Regions from separate parts of the Mus musculus genome. Here region 1 is linked to region 2. A link is a contact called in public promoter capture Hi-C data. All regions are on one chromosome and are shown on one strand. The core of a region is the stretch at or near the end of the contact, and the rest is flanking DNA. Distances in the headings are between cores, read along the strand shown.

Region 1 (6,286 bases), core at 3,631-6,130, 3.6 Mb after region 2:
GAAATACCAAACTGGAAATTGAGCCAATACCTAGTTTTTGTTTTTTTCCCAACCCACTATTTTTGTCTGCTTTTCTCTCTCTACCCTAGGGACACTGAACCAGGGCATCAAGCGCACTAAGCAGGCATTCTACTTCTCAAGTGCACCTCCACCTTTTCTAGGAAATGTAACTTTGGGACAATAGATGGCTCAGCAGTTAAGAGCGCTAGGTAAGAGTAGCAGTAGACTCTGGTTCAGTTCCCAGTATCCATCTGGTGGCTCACAGTTCCAGGGTATCCAACACCCTCCTCTGAATTCTGGGGGGTATGTGGTGCAGATATGCATTCATGTAAAATATCCACATGCATAAAAGAAGTAAGTTTAAAAATTTTTTAACTTTATTCTGTTCTTTGAGATAGAGGGAGGGGTCATGTTAAAATTTTAACCTTGTTTTATTTTTTGAGACAGGGCTGGCTTCAACACTTACTATAGAGTTGAAGATGGCCATGAACTTCTTTGCTTGCTTGAGAGAAGAGTCTCATGTACACAAGCTGGTCAAAAACACTGATGCAGCTGAGGACACAACCCTGAACTTCTGATCCTCCTGTCTCTACCTCCCCCTGGGACTACAGGCATATAATCATGCCAAGTTTATGCAGTAGTGGGAATCAAACCCAGCTTTGTACATATTAACCAAAGGCTCTACCTTCAGCCCTAATTTACACTTTATTCTGACTTAGTATAGAATTCTCCAAGAAATTATGCCATAATGCTTCTTTCAAAATCTGGACTTCATTAGTGGCCTAGCCAGTTCTACACTTGAGGGGTATTTATGATTTACATAATAAATAATAATTATGGTATTTATTATCCATATAAGATTTAGGTACAATTACAGGGAAAAGAACTGGACCCTCTTGAATAAGTACATGCCCATAGCCAGTCCAGAAGGTAAAGCCTGTTCCTCTTCTATTATAATGCCAGGGAAGACGCTAAGAAGCAGGCCTTCGAGGGAGAGATGGCTCAGCAGTTAAGAGCACTGACTGCTCTTCCAGAGGTCCTGAGTTCAATTCCCAGCAACCACATGGTGGCTCACAACCATCTGTAATGGGATATGATGCCATCTCCTGGTGTGTGTGAAGACAGCTACAGTGTACTCATACATAAAGCAAATAAATAATCCAAGAAGCAAGCCTTCCACTGTTGGTGGTGGTACCATGGGCCTCATGCCAAGGACAGAGAGAGATCCAGCACACAAAAAGCTTCCAGGTGCAAATACACTCCACCCGATTACTTCCATGTAGTTTCACTGACAGACTCCTAAGAAGATTCCACTCAAGGTGGGATTCCCAGTAACCCAACCGGGAATTACTGGCAGCCTGATCCACCTCTGCTAATCACCCCTAAGTCAGTGGGATCAGTAGGAGGCACGAGCCTATAAGCCACAGCCCTGGAATCCCTGCTTTCTGTCTCCTGAACTGCGCTGCTGTACAACTCTGTGGTACACACACACACGGGCTCCCGAACACACAAACTGAGGGTGTTACTCTGAATAACTCAGAATGTTTAGCCTTCTCCCACTCTAAAAAAAAAATATCCAGTGAGAAGACTTGGCAGGTAAAAGTACCTACCACCAGCCTAGTGACTCCATCCCACAAGTTGTCCTCTGATCTACGCACACAGTAAAAGAATTACATATAACACTTTTTTTTTTTTTTTTTAGTTATCACTGAAAATTTCTAGTTGTACACATGGCAAAGAAGAGAACAATGAACCCTTGTGTCCTCGGTACCTGATGTAACAGTTATCAGCTCATGGCCAACACTGTCTCATCCAGACCCCGACTCCCCACATTGGTCTGAAACATGGCCTATTTTGCTCTTCAACTCTTCTAAGCCAATTTGAGAAGATAAAATACTCACTTGCAGTCAAAGATGTGTAAGTCTGCTGAAGCCCAAACTTCAAAACGAACTGCTCCACAGTGGCAGCCTCCTGTGTGCTTCACCAGGCCCTGGTACTCACTAAATGAAATAAAAACTAGAGCATAAAAATTTCTAAGAGACAAGCAGGGGTTTTATGGCCTGGCTCCTTCACGCTGACTTTTTGTTCTTAAAATAAAGCCAGGCTCATTCATATATATATATATATATGACATATATATATGTCATATATATATATATATATATATATATATATGACAACCAGGTGCATCTCATAAAAGAGGTTCAGTATTTTCACTGGGAACTGTCTTGAATTTTATGACTGCAAAATAAAATATACCCAGAATTCAGTAAATATGAGGCTATGAGAGAAGTCTGGCACATTTGCTCCCACTCCCAACATTTTTATTTATATGTCAACTAATTAGTTTTCTTTCTTTCTTTCTTTCTTTCTTTCTTTCTTTCTTTCTTTCAATTACAAGCTTAGGACCAAGATAAAAACTTTACCAGCCTTAAGCAGCCACTAGGCAAACAGGCCAAATAATATTCAGTTTTGATTGTAATAAAGATGGTAACAAGTGGCTATGAAAAAGTAAGACAGGTCGCCAAGTTGCCTTCTGCGGGGCAACAAAGGCTCCTCTAACTCCACTCACTCTCCTCACGCTTCCCAAATCCATGGCTTTTCACACAACTGTATACAGTTGGAGCCAGCCCCATAACTCAACAGTAAGATTCAGTGGACATCCTGAAGCCCCTTCCCCAAAAGACTAAATATTCTGGCCAGAAATAAACGAGACAATGTTTCGCTGTGACTTCTGATTAACCACCACAGGGAAAAACAGCAAATAGCCGCTTCAATTTGCCATCTGACTAGAGGCAAAACTGAAAGCTCGCCCAGGTTTCTCTAACAAGTTAACATCTCATTTTCTTCTTCTATATACAATGTTTATTGTAAAAAAAAAAAAAAAAAAAAAAAAAAAAAAGCCAAACAGTTTAATAACACATTGAGAACCCTCCACCCCTGTGATCATCCCACTTAGAGAGCCCGTATTTGCTATCCATTCCTCCAATTTTTTGCGATATTGGAACCAAATGTTAGTGTATTTAACATACGTTTTCTTTGTATAAAAGTTAGCTTAAAAGACCATAGAGTGGATGTAAGCAAGCATACAGCACGCTATTCTGGTGAGTGAAATGCCTCTTTTCCTGCCAATATTTTTAGTATCTTTTTTAAAGATCATTACCATTTTGTTTTAGGGGAAAATATTACCTAAAAATTTTTGCTTTGTGTGTGTGTGTGGGGGGCTTTTTTGTTTCCTTTTGAGACAGGGTGTCAGTGCAGCTCAAGCTGGCCTCAAATTAACTATGTGGTCAAGGATGACCTTGAACTTGTAGATCTTCCTGCCTCCACCTTCCAAGTGCTGGGCTTACACACGTGGACCTCCTTCTCGCTGGCTTGCTTCTGTTTTCCTTTCTCTCTTTCTCTTTCTCTTCGGAGAAAGGATCTATCTCTGTAGCCCAGGCTGCACTTGAAATCACTGTACTCCTCCGCCTCGGCCTCCTGAATGCTAGGATTGTCGGCATGTGCTACTGTGCCCAGCTCTACTGAGTTTTATATAGTATCATTTAGATCTCCCAGTAGCTAGTACACAACAGGTACTCCGTGTTATATTTCATTTTTTTTAAGTTTTAACTGATTTTTGTTTTAATGTTTTAAAGCATTCAATTTATAGCCCAAGGGGATAAAATTGAATAAACGAAACAGATAGAAAGCTAACTAAATACTCCAGTTCTTAGAGGATCCACCAAAACCAAGAGAACTAATTCTGGGACAAAGACAAAAGAGCATCTTGTTGTTATGAAAAGTAGTTCAGGTTGTTAAACAATTGTTGGGTTAACGTTAGTTTTCTTTGTCTTTTATTGTTCTTTTTAATTCATCTGCGAGTGAGGGCTATAAGACAAGGGTACTGGGTTTTTCTCGGAGCACAATGGGTAAAGGAGGAAGGGGTTCACATTACATTTGCCAAAGAGCAGGCATCTGGCCAGAGTAGTCATCAGCTCTTTTCCCCAATAACGGACCTCAGATCTGCTCCTTAGGCCACCAAAGAAGCTGGAAGCACTTCAGAAGCACAGACTGGGGGAGCTGCCAGCCCGGACCGGGGATGAGAACATAACACCTTAACTCCCCATTCCCCCTGCAAGCGCCCGTCCTGGACAACGCTTTGCGCGCCTTTCCCTCCGAGATCAATAACCGCACCCTGCACCCTCCCTCCGGGGAACTGATTAGAACAACCGGCCTTCGCTCCTCGGGTCACTAAATTCTCCACTTCGACCTTTCCTCCCGCCCACTCCCCGAAAGCACGTGCAAAAACGGGTAAAACGGTCTTGGTAGCTGGCAAGCCGGGGGATGTCTGTTTTTTCACCCTGAGGGGCCCTTCCGCGCACTCAGCCCGACACCGTCCGGAGCAGCCCGCCAACGGCTCAGCACTCAGCCCTCGGGTCCCGCCGCCCGTGCGCACCTCGCGTGTGCCGGCCCGCCGCCCCCGACACACTCACAAGGTGTCCAGCAGCAGCTTGGCGGCGCCCTCGAAGCTGAGCCGTTGCCGCTTCTGGAACGTCTCCCAGCGCTCCCGCTGCTCCCCCAGGTCGAGCGCCGACACCGAGGCGGCGGGGGTGACCGCCGGCGGTGGCTCCTCGGCGGCCGCCTCCTGGGCCCGCGGCGGTGGCTTGGGCCGCGGCTTTGCCGACGGCTGCGGACCGACCGCCCCGCCCCCGCCCCCGGCCCCGGCCCTAGTCCTGCTCCGGGAGCGCTGCGCGCGGCTTTCGCCGCCGCTCAAGCCCCCGGTGGCCCCCGAGCGCCGCTGCTCCCGCGGGCCGGTGGCCACGGCACTGCGAGTCCGCCGCATGTCTCCCTCAGCCGGGCTCGCAGGCCTCTCGGCTCTGCGCGCTCCCGCCGGCCGATGCGCGTCCCCGCCTCCGACAACCTGAAGGCCCCGGGGGTGGTGCGCGGCGCTCCGGAACACGCGAGCTAGGGACCCAACTAAGAGACCCTGGCCGTGGGGCCGGCCGAGCGCTGAGGGTCTAACGAGACCGCGCCTGCACCTGCGCTTGCAGGTAGCGGTGCCCGTTTGATCAGCGAAGGAGCTTCCAGCCTCCACTGACTCCAACCACACATTTCTAACTGGGGACCTGGGTCAGGCCTCAGTTCATAAATTCACGGCCACATCAGAGCTGGCACGCTTGGGTGACTTCGTGGTTTCCAAGGTGGTAACACTACCAACTTGGCAGAGGCCATCATGTACCTAATGTGAGCTAACGTAGTATGTAAATTGTCGGATATCTGCTACTGGAAGCATAAATGACAGCTGGAGTCAGTTTGATCAATGGTCAACAGGTTTTTTGGTGGTTTTGCAGAACTGAGAATAGGACCCACAGCTTTGAGAAAGCACTCTTGCACTGAGCCACATTCCCAGCCCTAGATTTTGTTTTCAATTTTAAGTAAATGGATCCAGGATTACATTCCATTCATAAGCTTTTGCAGAATACCGTATTGACGTTTAAAGACAAAAATCCCAAGAACCATCCACTGCGGTATCCCAGATAGTCTCCAAACCCTTTCAGTTGTTCTCACACTTTTAAAGAAACGTTTTCTTTTACTCGTTTTTGGTGCATTTTTCATTTTTCAACTTAGTTCTGTTTTTGTTGATTTTATTACAATATAGAGTCCATTTATTATCTTTAATGATGAAAATATGGGTTTTCCCAAATACAGCTTGATTAATTCATAAATCCTCATTAAGTTTTAACACAAAGTTCTCAATAATTGAAACTTCCTAGATGCATAATTTGTTTTGGTGTTTCCTTTGTGCCCGTATCTTAAATGTACAGATTTGCATGCACCAATTCAGATGTGGCATATCCTAGCCACATCTAGACTATCTCCAAAAAGCAAGCAGAAGTGACCACTGTTTTGTTTTGGCTTTTTCTCACTGTGACTTACTTTCGCCTGTTTTGTGTATTTAGAGACAAGGTCTAACCGTGTAGCCCTGGCTGGCCTGGAACTCACGAATAAGGCTCAGGTTTATCTTAGCTCACTGTGATCTGCCTGCCTCCACCTCCTGATACACATTACAGTTTTAAAAATCTTTATTCAGGAGGAGAGCGAAGTATGCGGGTGCATGGGGAGCAGAAGACAGTCTACACCATGAGTTCTCTTCTTGCACCAAACAAGCTGTCTGGTGACAGGCACCTTTACTTGGCTGCCGGGCTTGTTTGAGTCAGGGCTTCATTCTTTAGCCTAGTCTAGTCCTAGACTCACTAAGTAGCTAAGGCTGGCTTCAAACCTGTACCTATTCTCCAGCCTCAAC
Region 2 (6,232 bases), core at 1,727-4,226:
CCTCCTTGCTGCACATCCCAGGTTTGGCTGATGACCGTGAACGGCCCTCTTTTCTTGTGATAGCACCAAAACCACCGTTTCCACAAATCCGTAACTCTCCCCAAACTGCATGATAGCACCTGAGGGATATCCCCACCTGCTAAAGGCAGCCTGTTGTCCCCACTGGCATCTGGGTCACATGAAGTTTTCCTCCCTCTCTAAACAGTTCCAACACACACCCATGATTCATCTCAAAAAACGGACAAAATATACCTGTTTTAGTCTTGAGCTGCTACGACCAAAAAAAAAAAAAAAATACACATAAAGAAGTGAGATAGCCATACATTTGATCAGTGAGTTAATATCTAAAACAGCAAAGCCCTATAATTCAATAGCAAACAGCTCGAATTTTAAAGCAAAAGGACCCCAAATAGGAATTACTGTAAAGACACACACGATCTTTGAAATCGCTACAGTTGCTGACCAATCAGACCATAGTGAGGATTCACCTCGCTCCTGTTAGGATAGCTGTCAAAAACGAAACAAACTAAAAACAAAACTCCTCTTCCAGTACTCGCTAAGTTTCTGTTCCTGTTCCTCTTTCCAGTTCCCTACATAGTCGCTTCATTCCTGCTTAGGGATAAACTGCAATGTTGTGATCAGCTCAACTGGCTACCATCGACGTCAAAGAGTGCAGAGGCACATACATTTATGTCTACTGTCACTCGCATGCGTTGAGTATGCCTTGCACATAGTGCTAACTATGTATTTGTTAAGTTAATTTAAAACAAAGGATTTCTTCCCTGTCTAAGCTGGCGATGGGAAGAAATTGCACTCCCATGGCAAGTAGCAGGAAACTGAGAGGGCAACGCTGTCCCACTGTTGTGCTCCCGCCCCCATCTTCCACCCCTAACACTAAACCTTCATTTGATCCTTTCCCACAAGGCATAGGTGCAGATCGAATAATGAATGGGGGAAATTTAATAGGGAAAGAAAACTACAGGCTCCAGAAAGGAAAGAAGATCCTTCTCAGATTTTGAGACGCTGCTCTGCATTACATCCAGCCTTGTATGGTGTGACTTCTCTGGGAAGCTCGGCGCAGTCTAGTTGAAATAAAATAAAAGAAATTAAAAAAAAAAAATTAAGATTACAGCAGTGGCTTCCATAGGTGCAGCGCCCAGCTCGGGAACCAACGCGGTGACAGCTGTAGTCTGGCCTTGCCGAGGTTTGGGGGTGCGGGAGTGTGGGAGCGTGAGCACCGGGGTGTAGAGAAGGTTTCCCGCGTCCTCTGATGGGCACCTCGGCCTTGGGTGCTGGAGAAGCGACGCGCTTTGCCCTCTCCGGCTCCGGAGCATGGGCATGCTCGGGGGCGTTTTCTGATTGGTCAGTCCAAAAGCTCTGACTGATCCAATTGGCTGTGTGAGGTGCAAGATGGACAGCTCCTTCCTCCCTGGCTCCCTCAGAATTTCAAGCCCTGTGTGTGTCGCCGATGTCTCACAGGGTCGTACATTCCCAGAGGCAAGAGTTTCGGTTCTTTCTGAACGTGAAGCTATTTTCCCTGTCACTGTATCCATAAGCTGGCACTAGAGAGTGGCGCGGGCCGGGACGTCCCGGTTCCTGGGCACCACCAATGGACGACCCACGTCCTCCGGTTGGCGTAGCGCCTACCCGCGACCGCACACCGCAGGCACGGGCTCGGGATTCCCCGCTTTGGCGTTCACCGGCGTCAGTTTAAACTACACATACACGTTTGGAAGCAAAACACCATGATTGTCAGTGAGTTCTATTTTTTAACCAAATCCGTAAAGATGCACCACAGTTTGATTTCTATCCTTTTCTGGACTCACGTTTTTTGAAATTATGTGGACGACATTTCTCATCCTCTGACGTGATCTAAATAATCATTATTACTATTGTTTGATACCCTGATTGTGACCTTTGGGGGAATCCTTGAATACAGCCCATGTTATCCTTGAAAGCCTTTGCTTCAGAAATCCTTTTTTTTTTTTTTTTCCTAATTTTCTTTCAGATCTAAAGATGTTTTATTTTGTTTGATAAAGCGTCATTTCAGTGTACTCTAAGCCTCAAAATTATTATCCTTCTGATTCAGCTACCGAGTACTGAAGTTATAAGCATGGACTACTGTTCTTTGAGTCATATCTTCTAGTTTTTTTTTTTTTTTAATTAACGTACGTTAACTGTGCTTAGTAATGGGTTTCATTTTGATAACTTCACACACACACACACACACACACACACACACACACACACACACACACCAGCTCTCCCCTTTTTTTCCTCTTCCCTCTGGTCCCTTTCTCTCTATAAATACCACCCCGACCCCATTTTTATGCTTTTTTTTTTTTTTTTTTTTTAATCTAGCTTCCACATGCTAGAGAACCCATGCCATGCTTTTCTTCCTGCCTGGATCCAGCTTACTTAACACTGTGATCTTGAGTTCTTTCCATTGTTCCAGCAAACGACACAATTTCTTTTCGTTTTTCTCTTTATTTTTTTCCATCTCTACCCCTCCCTATTTTTAAAAAATAGTGTTAATACTATGTAGCCCTGGCTAACCTCAAACACACAGATATCCACCATCCTTTGCCTCCCGAGTCCTGGAATTAAGCTTAACTGCTGAGCTACCTCCAGCCCTCGCCCCCAGGGGCGTCCTCAGACCAGGTGGATGTTTTTTTAGTATTCCAGAACTCAGGAAAACTATGCCTCGTTGTTATATAAAGGAAGCATGCAGAAAGGTTCTAGAAGGTTCTTTGTGTCTTGGGAGTCGAGGCAAGATTGTTTTGTTTTTTTATTTAACAACAACAATAAAAGCTCCAAGAAAGCGACTTGAGTTTTTTCCACAGACCCCGCTGCCCTCCTACCGAGCCGCAACTAACAGTTCCAGAGTCCACACCACTCAGAGAGAATATAAGAGGCAGGGTGTAAAGTCAATCCCCCAATGGACCAATCAGAGTGCAGCATCCCATAATGCCACCTGGTGGGCAGCCAATAGGAATGTAGCTGGGTCTATAAAAGCAGTGCTACTCGCCCCCCACATTGTGCACCTGAGGAGCAAGGGAGGCGGACGATTCAGGAAGATGGCACGCACCAAGCAGACGGCACGGAAGTCGACGGGAGGCAAGGCTCCGCGCAAGCAGCTAGCCACGAAGGTGGCCCGCAAGAGCGCCCCGGCCACCGGGGGCGTGAAGAAGCCGCACCGCTACCACCCTGGCACGGTGGCGCTGCGCGAGATCCGGCGCTACCAGAAGTCCACCGAGCTGCTGATTCGCAAGTTGCCATTCCAGCGCTTGGTGCGTGAGATCGCCCAGGACTTCAAGACCGACCTGCGCTTCCAGAGCTCCGCGGTGATGGCGCTGCAGGAGGCCTGCGAGTCGTACCTCGTGGGGCTGTTCGAAGACACGAACCTGTGCGCTATCCACGCCAAGCGGGTGACCATCATGCCCAAAGACATCCAGTTGGCTCGGCGCATCCGCGGAGAACGGGCTTAGGCTCCCACAGGCACCGCTCATGAACCCAACGGCTCTTTTCAGAGCCACCCACAGAGTCAGAAAAAGTGTCTGTAACGTAGACTTAGGTGTCCTGTCTCCTCAGGAGGTGAAGACAAGGTGGCCGGCAATCGAAGTGTCTCCCCAGATCAGTCTAGAGGGCTTAGCAGCTAATCCTTGCCCATTGAGCTATTTGACTTGCAGCTCCGTCCTATTCTAACCTGCCTTCCCTTGATAGGTATAGTGGCCTGAGCCCTTGTACTACAAGATGATGGTTGTGTTGCTGACTGGTTTTACCAAGTGAAGGTAGCTCCTACCGGCAGTAAACGTGCTATGTTTGCATAGTTGATAGTATCCAAACGCATCTGCTCAGTAACCAAGTTACTTATGTTTTGTGTTTTAAGGCTCATAATGCCTGGTATTAAAAAGGCTAGCTATTCCTGTACTTGAAAAGTTGGCCTTTCTCCTGATGGAAAGCCCAGTGAACTGCCTTTGATTAAAGTTAATTTTGCCCATCTGTTAACGGCGGCAGCAAAAGAGTCAGGAAAGTGTTAACTTACATATTTCCAGGGGACACATCCAGAGAATCCTGTCTTAAACGATTCCTGTAGGGTACGAAAGTCTAGCTGTTGTCTTGACTCAACCTGAGTTGTAAGCAATAGGAACCTCTCTTATCAAAAGGATGTTTTGCGCTGGAGTTTAATTCTCTGAGCCTTGGTTTTTCATACTGTCCAGTACTGTATGACTTCTGAGCCATACAAAAAGGGTGGTGTTCAGAGATGACCGGCATGGAGACTAACCGGCTTGATCAGAAATCAAACTGGGAGGAACCCGAGATGGTTAACTGAACTGCATTAGTGGAGGGCTGAGGGGAATAGCCTGAATAAGCCTGTGAGGTTAACACAGAAAACTTTACCTCTCCTTTGTAGTGGAATCACTCATTAATGCCAATGTTAAATACATAAATTACTCCTAGGGTGTGCATATAATATAAGTATGCAACTGAAGAGTTTTGAAGCCCATTATGTCTCCAAGCCCAGGGATGGGGGAGCAGGGGAGGGCAAGGAGGCAGAGGGGAGGTAGAGGGGGGCAGGATGGGGGGGTGGGTGAGTCTAAAGACTGTTTGTGTAGCCTTGGCTGTCCTGGAACTCCCTCTGGCCTCAAATTCAGAGATGAGCCTGCCTCTGCCTCCGCCTCCCGAGTGCTGAAATTAAAGGCAGGGATCACCACCTCCCAACTTTGAGTTGCTAATTTCTAAATTGCCCCCTTTTCATTTTCCTAGCCTCAATCCATGCAAACCCGACCACATTTTCCCTGCATTCCCCACCTGAGTCTCCACCTAATCTCTTTGCCCTATTGATCTATTTATTGGTCCCACAAATATGGTCTAGCGAAGCCATATTTCTGTCACCGCCCCCTTCTCCCTGGCTCCACCCTAAGCAACGAAGCCCCCGCCTCCTCCCTTCGGTGTAGCAGCCTCAGCCCCGCCCCCGCGGCATCTCTGCCAAGCAACCTGCCTGCGTGAGTTGACGCCACAATGGCCCTCTGCCCCAGCTCCTGGTCTTCCCTAGTGCTGTAGCACAAACCCAGCCTTTCCCCCATGCGGCGCACTTGCCCCTGGCACCTGGCGCAGTGCAAGGCTCCTTCCTTGTGAGTAACCACCGTCCAGAGAATTCGCTCGCTCACTCACTGTCTGGGTCGAGACTAGGGGGTTCCTTCTCCTGTCCCCACCAAAGTCAAACCATAAGCTTCAAACCGTGGACCACTCTGATTACGTGGGTCTCCTGGATGAGCCCTCATTGACCTTAGATGACCCAAGAACCCTGATGTCTGTCTCTGCTCTAGGGAAGCCAGGGCCCTTTGGCCCTGGTTCTGACTAGGTGGTCAGACTAGGTCAGACTAGGTGGTTCTGACTAGGTGGTGAGACTCTTGAGATTGGGTCGGGAGAAGGTAATGCCCTGTGCTCTGCTCATAGAAAGTTCAGATGAAATTAACATGGCAGCCACTCTGGAATATCCGAAGATGCTTGGCTTTCAGGATTCAGAGGAGAGAACAAGATGGGGAGCACTGAGAGTCGACCTCATTCCCAAATTCTCAAAAAGGACCTTGGGAAGCAGAATTAGGGGCAGTTCAGGGTCTCCACCGCCTGCGTTAGCAGGACTTGGACTTGAGGGATGCATGCATGTGTGTTCTTGTGCACGTGTGCATGCTGTATGTGCCTTCAGAGTGCATCCATGTTCACATGCCTGTGTTTGTTGTGGTGTGTAAGTGGGCTTGCACGTTTTCTGTGTGGATGTGTGCATGTGTAGTTACAAACATTTTTACCCATGTGCAAGCTTGTATATGTATCTGCATGTCTACATGCAGGCCCTGTACTTGCGTATGAATGTGCTGGTGTGTCCATGTGTCTATATGGAACCCCTGTATCTGTGTTTTGTTGTATCTTTTCTGCATTGCACCTTAACTGAAAGGATTTCTATTCCTTTCTAAGTTTCTTTGTTTTACCAGGGGTGAGTTAAAGACATAGTTCTGACCCTTGACTATTGCAGCCTTTTGGGTAGAGATGTGGCTCCAGGGCAGACATAGGACTTACTTGACAGCAAACACAGCAGAACAGCTGGGAGTCCCCAAAGGCCCAGGAGGGAGCTCGTAACTAAGCTGACCCAGACGCCAAGCCCAAGCTTAGCAACTGAGGTTCAGGGGTCTGGCTAGCATTTGGTCAGTGCCTTTGTATTCCACATTTGGAC

The links. Promoter capture Hi-C pulls out the DNA fragments that hold promoters and counts their contacts.
Region 1: a contact with region 2 is called in a promoter capture Hi-C map of pre-B cells, with 4 times the contacts expected there. The contact joins the promoter of Cenpv here to the promoter of H3f4 in region 2.

The regions. Positions count from the first base shown.
Region 1 is chr11:62,534,381-62,540,666 of GRCm38.p6, forward strand. Cenpv (centromere protein V) reads right to left here and starts at 4,881. Exons shown (of 5, transcript NM_028448.1): 1 at 4,476-4,881; 2 at 1,902-2,000. The coding sequence starts at 4,825.
Region 2 is chr11:58,958,735-58,964,966 of GRCm38.p6, forward strand. H3f4 (H3.4 histone) reads left to right here and starts at 2,977. Exons shown (of 1, transcript NM_001318003.2): 1 at 2,977-3,539. The coding sequence starts at 3,078. The coding sequence ends at 3,488. It overlaps Trim17 (tripartite motif-containing 17), which reads left to right and starts at 5,047. Exons shown (of 7, transcript NM_031172.3): 1 at 5,047-5,135.